2 separate regions of the Pan troglodytes genome follow, and region 1 is linked to region 2. Evidence: chromatin contacts called from public Hi-C data. All regions are on one chromosome and are shown on one strand. The core of a region is the stretch at or near the end of the contact, and the rest is flanking DNA. Distances in the headings are between cores, read along the strand shown. Region 1 holds the start of SPRED1 (sprouty related EVH1 domain containing 1). Region 2 overlaps LOC107968588 (a long non-coding RNA gene).

What was found. A called contact is a pair of places that touch in the nucleus more often than the background predicts.
Region 1: a contact with region 2 is called in a Hi-C map of stem cell-derived neural progenitor cells, with 4 times the contacts expected there. The contact joins the promoter of SPRED1 here to the enhancer-like site in region 2. A contact is called at or near these places in 1 of 7 Hi-C or Micro-C datasets (stem cell-derived neural progenitor cells) and 1 of 1 datasets of contacts at active chromatin or transcription factors (stem cell-derived excitatory neurons).

Annotation. Positions count from the first base shown.
Region 1 is chr16:30,199,332-30,205,673 of NHGRI_mPanTro3-v2.0_pri, forward strand. It overlaps SPRED1 (sprouty related EVH1 domain containing 1), which reads left to right and starts at 3,324. Exons shown (of 8, transcript XM_063794713.1): 1 at 3,324-4,088. The coding sequence starts at 4,057.
Region 2 is chr16:30,015,528-30,021,863 of NHGRI_mPanTro3-v2.0_pri, forward strand. LOC107968588 (a long non-coding RNA gene) reads right to left here. Exons shown (of 9, transcript XR_010151594.1): 1 at 5,923-6,336; 2 at 5,693-5,832. Among named protein-coding and RNA genes, the nearest start is that of TMCO5A, 130 kb to the left of the region's middle. Within about 2 kb of position 3,529, at least 12 of the 24 cell types and tissues checked have an H3K27ac peak or open chromatin away from gene starts, as enhancers often do. A contact at or near this core is called in stem cell-derived neural progenitor cells, where this site is marked.

The DNA of each region.
Region 1 (6,342 bases), core at 2,074-4,573, 180 kb after region 2:
AAAGCATGGCCCCATCATAGACCTAGTGATCACAATTTCTGAGCTGGGGTCTAGGAATCTGCATTTTAAGTACTTGCAGTGTATTTTTAAAAAATTATTATAGAACATTTTAAATTATAAAATAGTAAAGAGAATGTATTCATCATTAATCTATAACCAATCTTGTTTCATCTATATCCTTACCCATTCTTCCTACTCCTCACCCCAGTGGATTATTCTGAAGCATAACGTTTCATCTGTAAATATTTTAGTACATATCTCTGAAAGGTAAGGACTTGAAGAAAATGTTGCCATAAACCAATACTTAAAAAAAATTCCTTGTTTTCATCAAATCTCCAGTTAATGTTCAAATCTCTCCAGTTGTCCCAAATTTAAAAATATTTAAGTCACGATCCAAATAAGATCTCACACATTGTCTTTGGTTGGTACGTCTCTTTACTCTTAAGGTCCAGACACCCGGATAGATAAGTCGAGGCCTCCTGAGTATAGAGCAGCCAGTGATTGACAGTCAGACTAGAAGATCCCTTGGCTCTGAGCAGTAGCACCATTTCTGACTGCTTCAGAGTAGAAGACTCTGAGCTCTGCTAAACCAAAGCAAATTTTTAAAAAGTTGGTGAGATCTTTAACAACTGGGTGAGAGAACTACAAATGCGTTGTTGAAAAAAGGGCACAAAAGTGTTCTAGAAATGGCATAGGACCACCAAAGGCTGTGGATGGTTTGGTGACTATGTCTTGGTCGTGGAGTTGAGAGCAATCTTTAAAGCATTAATTTGGGCTATTGATCACATCTTGCTCCCTTTATGTAAGCAGTGTGTGGTGTATGTGGAATGTGGAAATAGCCAGCACAGTGCCTGGCTCATGACAACCAAGATTCTTCCAAAGACTATACTGACAATTTCCTTGATACACTAGAACCTCAAACAGATGCAAATCTTCAAAAGATAAAGGCCTTTGCAAATGACCGACTTTCCTTCTATTTACTTAATCATAATAACTGTGATAGTTTCATTTATTAATGGCTTACTAAGGACCAGGCCATGTGTCTAGCAACTGATAATTATTTGTTGAATGCATGAACAAGAATATTGAATGCTTTACATTTAATCCTCAGAGCACCTGCCACTATTTTGCCATGAAGTTTATTACTATCTCTGACAAAACAGTAGTAAGAACTAGGACTTATTCTTACTGTGAATTCTTAATCTGTTCTAAGTAACTCTGTATATTATTATCTCGTTCATCAGCACAACAGCTCTGTAAGTTAAGTACTATTATCCCCATTTTATGCAGGCCCAGAGTTTCAGTAACTTGGATAAGAACACAGATTATAACTGATGGTACTTGACTGAAACTTGAGCAGCCTAACTGGTTAACAGTAGTCCTGGAAGGGGAAGAGGCCAGTATCAACACTCCCATGTATAAGTTCTTGGCAAGAATAAGTTCAAAAAGGCAGGTTTAGAGGTCATGTCTAGCACAGACCATCACCAACATTGCCCCTCTCTTTCTCAAGAGTAAGGACAATGCTGCTGCTGAGGCAGGAATCAAGTTACATAAAGAGACCTCAGAAATCAATGGGATGGTTTTTTGGGTACATTGACCGGTTTAGCGCCTCTGTTCATTCGTCAAACATTTATTAAGCACCTGCTACGTGCAAAACACTGTTAACAGTGCACTACTGTGCACGCTCATTCTCAGAACAACAATCCTGCGATTCCTGGAGAGGGATGGTAGAAGAGGAGTGCTGCCTTGTTAACGAGGTTCTCCCAACTTCTTTTTTCCCTCGGGAATTGTTCTCTTTAATGTGGCACCAGCGGCAACCTTCATTCTTAGGTCGCACAAATCTGAGAAGGAAGAGAAAAACATTGCACGCAGGGCGAGACTTATATCTGGGAAGATGCGTCAGGAGCTTGGGAGCACTTGGGATTCAGTCCCCTAAGGTGGTTCATGTACAGGCTGGTATTCTAAGTGGAGAACAGATAATAGAATTTGCAGAGCCAGGAGCTCTGACTCCTGTGGCTGGGCTGACCTTAGGCTCCAGCCCGCAACCCCAGTAGGTTTCTGTGCAAAAATCTTTTGAGATGAATGCATACATTGTCTTCTAACAATGCATTCGTGACAGCTGTCTATCCAATCGGTCCGCCTCCGTTCAGAGCAGTTCGTGCCACAGAAGCATCTCCTGCGCTATAGTTATGCAACCTCACTCGCAGCGGGAGTTATTTCCTCCGTTCTGGCTGCGCCAGATTCATGTAACACGCCTACCCTGGGCTTCAATGGAAGTCGTTCTCCATTAACAATCACTCCAGCTTTCCGAGATGAATGCCCTGATAGCATACCCCTTGCGCAGTAAGAATCCAGGCAGCGAGGCGAGGTGTTAAAACACACATACATTCTCATATTCTCTCTCTCTCTCTCTCTCACACACACACACACACACACACACATACACTTCGTGCATGCAGCTAGGGGACTGCAGCAGTGCAACCAGGGGGACAGCAGGAGGAGCTCTCTTTGCAGTCCCTGCTTCTAACCCCCACTAACTAAAAATGAACTCATGCCAGTTCCATTCTTTGCTCTGCAAGGAAAACACACACACACACACACACACACACACACGGCAGAAGAGAGTAGCCTCCAGATTTCCCCTCTGAGCACACTGTCTTTCTAGCCTCTTCGTTCAAGCAACCCGGATATTCCAAGCAGAGTAACGGGGAGTAACGCGCCACAACAATGCAACCTCCCTAGCAGCTCCCCTCGCAGCTCCCACCCCCGCCCCCTTTCGCGGCGTGCCAAGAGTTTGGAGCGCGCGCACGCACACCGAGCACGGTGCAGGGAGGATATCCCTCCGCCTCCCTCCCCCCTTTCTCCGCTAAGTGGCTCGACAACGATTTGGGAAATGAAGGGAGGAGGGAACTACTTTCCTGAAACTTGCTATGCTGCACATGACTTCGAGTTGCAGTGATTCGCCCGGAGGCCGCGGCTTTTAGTCCTACCCACGCACCCTCACAGCCTGGGCATCCCGCTCGGCAGCCCCACCCCGCGCCCGCTCTGGCCTCCGGGGAAAGCGGGCGGCCGGGAGAAGTCGCGAGGGACTACTTCGCCTCCTTCTCTCGCGGGCGCCCCCGGTTCGGGCAGCGGCGGCGGCGGCGGAAGGAGCGGGCGGCGTGAGCGCTTCCGCCGCCCCCCTCGCGGCTCCCCTCTCTCGGGCGTGAGGAGCTGGCCCGCTGAGCTGCTGGTGGGCACTGGCTGGCGGGGAACCTGCGGCTGCTCTTGTCCTCTCCCGCCGCTTCTCGGGATCCTGCCCCCCGGACCCGGGCCCGCCCGCTCTTCTCCGGTCGGGTGGGAACGATCGGTTTGCCTGCCCCTCGCCTCACACGCTCCCCGCCGCCCCCTCCACCCCCCTGAGGAGGAGTCCCGGCTGGAGCGTGTCTGGAGGAATCCGCCGCCGCGGGGCCCCTAGCCCTGCTCTGCCCGCGCCTGAGGACCGACCCAGACGCCGCCGGGGGTTGAGGGGCAGCCGGCGGCGAGGCGGGAGATGGTGGGGTGGGCTCCGGCAGGACCGCGCCGCCGCTGCCCGGAGCCTGGGCTCGGCACCCCCCCGCCGGCCCCCACCGAGCGGAGCTCTGCTTCCTCCTCGCCGCATCCCTGAGGGAAGCGCCGCCTCTGCTCCCGGGTTCTCCGCCCGCCGACTCCTTCCTGGCCGGACCCCGCTGCGCTCCACCCCAGTGGCTGGAGGAGCAGCTCTCCAGTCAGCCTTTGCAGCCCCTCTCTTTTTCCCTTTCCACCGGGCCTCCTCGGATCCCTTGGCTGGGCACTGAGGCGGGGGAAGAGGCTGGGGTCGCCACGGCGGAGGTTGCTGCCGCCACCCCCCTGCGGGGGTGGCCGGGGTTCCCGGCTGGGGGGGTACCGTTCTGGGTGAGGCATCCACCATGGTGAGGCCCCTGTGCCGCTGCCCCCGCGCCCCCCCGGCCGCCGCTGCCTCCTGCCCCTCGGTGCTGCTGTTGCTCCCCCGCCTGCTGTTGCTCCTCCATCTCCAGATCGGATCACGGTGAGGGAAAGATGAGCGAGGAGACGGCGACTTCTGACAACGAGTAAGCGCCTCATTGATCTCGATTGCTAATCCCCCTCCCCCTATCCGCCCTCGGCTCTCCCCCAGACCCATCCGAAACTTGGGTGCCGGAAAGCTTGCGACCCTGGAGAGTTCAGTGCATCTTCTGGAGATAGCTGATTTCTTTAGCCATTTTTAGTGGCAGCACCCCTCCCCATCCTCCCACATTGAGTTGCTTTCTTTTGGGGTAGGGGATTAAGTGTTGGGAGAGGATGGCAATTGTACGTCTATGAGAGGGAATAATGTGGATGGATGGAAGTGGAGTAGAAACTACCCCTTTGCCTGTTAGACCCCTGTCCCGTCCTTTTTCACTCACATACCAGTCACCATACCTTCAGTATCCATCCTACTTCCTTTATAGCTGTTTCACTTGGAAACTAATGTGTGGGAGCACCTCCTGCAGCAAACTGCTCTTGAATCTTAATTCGATGAGTCAGTGACTCTTAAATACCGATTAAGCCTTCACCCTCTCCCCCCTCCCCCTTTTAAACTTATGACCTGTAAGATTCTTGTAAAAAATAGGGTTAGGGAAACATTTTTAGAATTTAATAGGATTAAGGACACCTGGAGTGTGGGCGATGTTGAGCTAGAGTTTACCTTTGTGAATATTGGACGTGTCTTCAGGAACGGAGAAGAATTTTGAATGCTAATTTTTACCTTTCAGCTATGTGAAAACACATGATTTGCGTTGATGTAACCGAATTTACATTGCTGAATATGTTGGTGATTTCATTAACTTTTAGAGCATTCCGGTTTAAGTTTTAGCTTATTTGGGCTTTCTCCTTGCTTTCCAAACGAAGTACTTCGTCTTTTAAATGTTTTGCTTTAACGTGACAGCTGCGTGGAGAAATAATGGTTGGCAACACTTTTCTATTGAGAAGGGATTTAATTCCAAGCAGAATATTAGCATCCGTTTTCTTGTAATTAAGTTCAACTTTTGTTTATCTTCGGAGGGTTGGAAAGAGTTAAGTGAGTTAGGACTTAGTCATTTGGATGCATTCCTTTAAATACAGTGCATTACTAAAGTCAGACCTTTTGGAAATAACTTTATAAAGTCTATACCGAGTCCTGTTTAACGTAAAATAGCTAGAGAAAGGCCAAACAACATTTCCTCCTCCCTTACTCCCTCCCCACCCCAAAACACACGCTTCTGCTGAGCGGGTGTAGAAGGAGGTACATTGCTGCAGTGTCAGTGCAGTGTAGAAGCAGAAGTGGCAGCCATGTTCTGTCTCTTTTTGTGAATCGCCCTCATTTGCATAGCACACTCTTCATTCATAAAAAAAATAATTAAACATCCATCACCTTGGACATCTTGAAAGGATTTCCCAAGAAAAAAAATTCGCGGCTTATTTGTCTGTGTGTAGATTTTTGAGTTCAGAAGGTAAGAAGAATGTGAAATTTTAGGTTAAATTTAAAAACATACGCACACACAAACAACTACCCCTGTTCTGAGAATGTTGACACAGTTATGTGGGAAATATCAGTTCGGGGAGGTGCTGGGATCACGTGATCGCCTCCATTCATAAAATACCTGGCTGTCCATTCACAGTGCAGTACAGTGTCTCCCTGCCTTCTGCAGATTAGACCTACTTTGAGGGAGATCAAGAAGTCTATCTCAGATAATGGTTATTTAGGAGAAGAACTGCTAAAAATGCTGAACCGAATGACGGTAACTTTTATTGGTATCTTTCAAACAGTTTGGATTAAAAATGTTAAGTTTTCTTTTAGAGATGGGAAAAGACTTCTTACCAGTTTAATTTTTTTCTTAAAGCAGTGAATATCTCCTTGTTTCCTTCTGGTTGCAGCTAATAAAAAAAGCAGATGATGGAATGTGAATTAACAGAAGTAAAATATATTTTTTCTAAATGGCCATTTTTTAAATACTTGCCATAAATAAATTGAGACAACAGGTTTTTTTGTATAGTGATAGTGCGTTCCACTGCTATTACAGTAAACTGAGAAAATACTCCCAGTGATTTAATCCCCAAGATGTTGATATTTGAAACACCGATGGCAATCTTCAGTGAGAGGATTGCTTTAAATATTTTTTTTTTCATCTAAATGTACTTAGTATGGGACAACTTGGAAATTATCTCACTCACCCAGACTTTTAAAATCGTTTTTTCACAAATTTATCCTGCTTTATTAATAAATTATTCCCTAGGAGCTTTGTAATACTTTTTAAGTTTGGGCAGGGCGATAATAATATTTAGCATAATATTTTGGTAAACTCTTCA
Region 2 (6,336 bases), core at 2,279-4,778:
TGTGAAGCTGGGGATTTTATAGGATGAGGGAAGGGTATCTATTCGCTAAGGATGGGATAGTGGAGAAACATTTTACAAATAAAGATGTGTGAAGTTAAATTTGAAATTATTTTTGTTTCAACATGAACTGCACTTCTGTCTGCTCGTGCCACCAAAAGTTTTAATAAATACGTTACACTCACAAGTGCTTTGTAGGGTCTTTTGTGCAAATTAGATGTGCCAAAAATGACCATGAAAATGTGGACTTCACAGAATTTGGAGAAAACTTAGGGAGGACTTTGGACTTCTACAGGGAATGAATAGAGCTTGAGACAATCCTACCTAGGTCTTTGATATCTGCATAACAACATTAATATTAGTAATATTAATTCAATCAGAGAAGCAAAACCATTAGGAAGTGTGTGTGTGTGTGTGTGTGTGTGTGTGTGTGTTGCTTGGGAGGAGTGGATTTATTATGGAGATTTGAACTTACACAATGGGGGCTGGTTAAGAAGTCTTTGTAAGGCTGTTGTCTTTGTGCCTGATGCTGGAGCTTGAAGTCCACAGCATGGGTCTTCAGGAAGAGAAGATAAGATAGAAAGTAGGAGTGAGCAAGTACAATCCGGAATTTACAAGGACAGGGACAGACTGCAACCCATATCAGTTATAATCGCCTCTAACCTTGATGATGTGGGCATCGTGCCTGAAGGAGCCAGGGCTCTTTGTCACAGAACTAAATACACATGTGGCCCAAGAGTCAGAAAACTGAAGGGAGGATTCTAGAAAGGTGGAGCAGTTTTAGGCCAAGCTAAAGCTATAATTCTAATCAAACTAAATTAAATGTATTAATAAATTAATAAATCTTAATAAAAATTCCTTAATGTTTTAAAATCAAAGATAAGTTATTATCTCTGGTAATTATCCCTTCTGGCTACTTCATTCTCAATGATGAAAGCCTGTGGTTGGATAGAGAAGTCAGAAAAGACAAGAAAGGGAAATGTCCTATTGATGACCCCATCCAATGCTCAGTTTAATTTCTTTAAGCCCCCAGGATAATACTGTTTTGTTGTCTTCGATTATCGTTTTCTATAAGCTAATGGCCCTTCACCTATTTATGCCTGGTGTTCCATTATTGGAATGCTAAGCACGTGGGAATTATTTATATCCTACTGCTCAAGGTCATCACCAAGGTCTGATTCCAAAAATTCCAAAAATTGCAACCTCAGGCATGAATGGGTTAATTGGAAGAGGAATCCTTAGTCCGTCGGTAAGTTCTAGTACAGGGAAAAAAAAAACAGGCAAATCAGTACCTAATTTTCTGACAGAGAAAATCCATTACAAGGATGGCTGCCTTTGAAAGTATCTCAATAGGAGTCATATCAAGTCTTCTCATTTCAATGACTAGAAAAATGAATAAACTCTGGCTAGACAACTTATGAAATTATCCATCCCTGCATCATCCATCAGTCAGATGATAAGGTCCCAAGCTACAGTGACTGGATAATATTCATATAAAACTTCAGCCTGGTGGGAGAAAATAAATCAAGTTGTTACACTGTCACTATTTCCTAATAAAGATTTTACAGCCTGAGGCTGTGAAAGAATAGGGGTAATTTTTAATCGTTCCTTAGAATATACATTTCTATGTGTATAAATACACAAGCATATTAAATATATTATTTTCATTAAAATAACTTTCTCATATCAGGTGAATATCTGGAGCTAGGTAAGCAAAGCTAAAATGCAAATGTGGTCCACCATAGTAAGAGAAGCCATTCTACTTATGGGATGACCTTAAATAAAAATTTCCAAGGCGTGGTAGGAAAGCAAGTGCTGATCTTTCCATCTTCTTGCTACGTGAACATTGCTCACTCCCAGTACCACGTTTCAAAGACCAACAGGCAAATATCCAATTCTCCCAATTGTTCATTTTTCTAGAAAAATAGAGATTACAACAGAGACCACCCAACTGCAATCAATTACAATATAGATGATGATGATTGATTGATTAATGATGACTATGATAGCCAGCATTTTGATGACGTATTTTTACACAGGTAGCTATTAATTTTGACTAAAACTACTTTTTATATTCCATTGTCTTCTGCGATGTCATGAAAAGGCCAAGTATAGCACTCCAAGTACTGGTGGACTGGGGATTTTTTAAGAAAGAGAGGAAAAGTACAGAAACAGATGCAAGAACTCTGGGTCAGCCAGATCAGCAATCAGGGGGTGTCTGAGGGTTTCAGTCCTCATCACTCCACCACCATAACTCCCATTCACCCTTTAAAATTCTATTTTGTCTTTACTGTTATTCTTCTAATATCAGCACTATTCTCTATGAATGAATCCTTCTTATCATGCAGCCAAAACTTATATTACTTGGGTACAGAGAACAATCACATCATACCACAAGTCTCCCTGAAGCAAAATAGTTAAAAGCACATTCTTTTTAGTTTAAAATTAAACAGCCTCATCTGACTTTTTTTTTCTTTTCTTTTCTTTTTTTTTTTTTTTGATGGCAGCAAACACTGGATCTGCCTCAAGCCTTCCTTGGCTGCCCTGCAAACTTACACCAGTCCACAGATGTGCTGAAACCTCTGAGAGGCAAGGAACAAGCAGCATGAAAATGGAACTAATGATCCACAGCTTCATCGCTTTGTTTCCAGAAGCAACTGGTGTCCGCTTTCAGAATCTCTGAGACTGGAAATGATGGGAAATAGTAAGGGAAGCTACGTGGTCCAGAAAAAAAATAGTTGTGGACCTGAATGGCTTGCCATTATTACATTTCCCTATTGGGCCAGCATACTGCCTCTTTGCAGTTTGCCAGATTTCGCCTAACCTCATCCACATTTAAAAGTCTATGGAAAAACAGGAGGGCCTTTCAGGGGGAAATTCATTCATGTTTGGATTCAGGCAGATTTAGGAACCTTTAATAGCACTGTAATTACCCTGCAGGGCACACCACAGAGCAGCCAGCAAGCTCTCCCTCAATGGACACAAAATTTCCTCTGGAATTTACAGAGCAGAAACCTTAAACACACATCGCCATAAGAACCAGATTACATAATGTCTCCATCACCCTCCTGACAGCTACAATTATGAGTCAATCCCTGGTTTAAATATGAAACCGGAAGCTCCGTGTTTCCCCTCTGACTATGTGGCAGGCTAAGTTGAGCTCTTCGGGGCTGTCAGTTTGGAGATCTGAGCTGCTCCCACAGTCACTAATTTAGCATGAGACCAAATGACGGGGTAATTAAAAGCAGTGCTGCAGAGACCCGCTCCAGGACCAGATGTTCTCCTTGTTTAATCGTTGCCCACATAAGGAACAGAAATAGCCCCCTCCTTTAATTTTTCCTTTTCTTTATCCTCTCCAGATAATTTCCGGCTTCTGATCTTTCAATCCCACAAAATAAAATAAAAATAAAAGCCCCATTAGGAAAGATGACATGTTATTGCACATATGACTGTAAGTTGTAATGCACTCTTGTAGTCTCCTCTTTGTACTTCTTGAAGCATTCCAACTCATAAGACATTAAGTTGCCCTGGCAACCTCACATGACTAACAGCTCCAGAGAGCCCCACCTAACTGCAAGGGCTCATTTAAGTCAACATGGGCCACCCCAGCACTTAGTAGCCCAGGTCTGAGTAAACAGCCTTGCTTTTTGGCTTTTTAGAACAGGCTGGAGGAGGCGGCCCCTCCCCTTTTATTGCCCCAAACACAGGACAAATAAGTCTCCACCCTAACTTCTCCAGGAACTTGACTAAAAAGGCCAGGGGTCATCTGGCAAATCAAGGCGAGGTCTTCTCTTCACGTTTCTGGCTTCTGGACAAATAAGGCAGAAGAAAAGGGAAGCTGAGCTAATAATGTATACCTTCCAAAAATGGAAAAGCAGTATGCAATATAGCTATCTCAATCTTATCAAATCAGACGAGGCAGCTTTCTTATGTCCCTTGGGATGCAGAGTCTGGTCTCTATCTAAATAGCAGGCTTCCCTGGCATTAAAGCACTAGAGGCCTTGAGGACAGTCTTGGAAATCAGGAGAATAGAGATCCAACTCTAATTCCACCGTTTGTGACAACAGACAAGCCACTTTACCTCTCTGAGGTTATTTCTTAATTGGCAGTACGGAATGACCATCCTTGTTTTTTTCTCTTCTGGGACCTGTCTCTGCAAACTTTATCCTCATCCACAATTCCCAAACATGTGGAGTTCTAGGTTCTTAAGAAAAAAGGTGCTAATGAATTGTATTTCCAGATAAATAGGTATAGTCTTTTTAAAAAAACAAGTAAATCAAAATTTATAAAACATGATCACTTGAGATTTTTGACTTTATGGAGGTAGTCAGACAAGAACCTTTGATCCTTGCTTTCACTAATCCCTTCTGAATCATTGATTATTTGCTAGCGTCAGGTAGATCGACTCAAGTCACTGCCTAGTAATGACCAATCTGAAATGAGGATAAAGGTGCTCTACAAAAGCATATTGTAAATCAGAAAGAAACAGAAATACCCAATGATTTGATGAAAACTCACTAGTTCTGTAAAGGGAGGGAAACCACAACTGTTACTGTTGTACAACTTTTGTTCTATCCTGGAATCACCTCACATGTGAGATTTTTAAGTGGGTTGTATTCACCTGGTTAAACAGACACGAATGGGACAGTCTGAAAAACAGTCTCCACTCTCAGGGTTGATGCCCACATCAAGACAAAAAGCCAAACGGACCCACAGGACAAGAAACAAAGTTGTGGGCAGCCGTGTGTTTCGCATATTGCCCCTGACACAAACAAGGAATCGTGGAGGTCCCATCTTTAAACAGACTTTATATTACCATCTGATCAGTGTGTGTGTGTGTGTGTGTGTGTGTGTGTGGTGTAAGAGTGAGGGAAAAAGACAGGAGCATGCATTTGCTTACCTAGGCATTACTTGAATGGTATTTCCTGCAGACATGTGGAGGTATATTTAAGGTAGCAAGTACTCTACTATCTCATGTTTATCAACTTCCTGATTGGGATGCAAAAGTGTATTGGATTTTCTGAGTGGAAAACATATTCGTGTATTCCAGACCTCAGAGGAAAGCAACCAAATAGAAGTCTAAACCAGGCCCAAAATAACAAGAACCATGGGGACACATTTAGAGCAACGTATAAGAAACAACGATGTCCATCATGCATGGCCATTACTCTTCCCGCCCTGCTTCTCTGGGGTGTTTAAAGAATCAGTGATTGACTAGGCACACTCCTTATGAATATAAAACATGATTCATGTTTGCCAGTATTAACCATCCACTCACTTGGAAAAAATGACTCCTCCACCTGAGTGCTGCACTCTCCTTTGGGGCATTTCAGGAAACACTTGTAGCATGTTTGTGCTCTCAAAAATGTTTTCCTACCCTTTCCTTCAAACTTCTCCTGAACTTCTGCCTCGCCGAGGACCCCAAATACCTACCATGCTCTCCCTATTTCTTACTTAGATTTATAAGGAACAGAAAACAGCCAACAAGTTAGTATCAATCCCTACACTCCTGAATGTACTTGTTCATTCACTCAACATATTTGTTGAGCCCTTATCAGGGCCAGGGACTGCTCTGGGCACAGGAGATACAGAATAAAAGACAGGTTTGGCTGGGTGCAGTGGCTCCCTTCTGTAATCGGAGCCCTTCAGGAGGCCACGGTGGGGCAGGAGGATAGCTTGAGGCCAGGAATTCTACCTTACTGTAGGCTGCGATTGCACGATTGCACGCTGCACTCTAGCCTGGGAGAGCAGACAGGACTTTGTCTTGGTGGTGGTGGTGGTGGTGGTGGTGTTGTTGTTGTTGTTTAAAGGTTCATGTTCTCAAGGAGGCATACACTAGTGGAAAGAGACATTAGACAATTAGCCCTAGTAAAAAGTGACACAAAGTCAACCAAATAGAGGTCCCAATAGGATCTTTTTGTTTACCGGAGTTCCAGACCCACATATCTTCCACCTGTGCAGGTAGATAAAGTGTCCACCTCCAACTTAGAAAGAATTCCACAAGCACCCAGAACTTCATCACATTCGTTCTCCGGCTTTGTGATACTCATTTTAACACACAAAAAAATACTAAGTTCAGAGAGGCTATGTGGATTTTCTGAGGTCACACAGTTGTCTCAACGGAAAAAGCAGGGAAATGTTATAAAATAATACGAGTATCAAAATAGCTGTCCCATCGTCGTCCTTCAACACTTGCAGGTTACATCATTTTGCAGGTCTGGCTGTGACATCACTTCTGGATATGCGACACGGCCCACCCCACCACTGAGAAAATGGAAAATGCTGAGCAGTAACCTCAGAAACAACTTCCTCCTGCAAACGCAATTTCTTTTCCGCCTA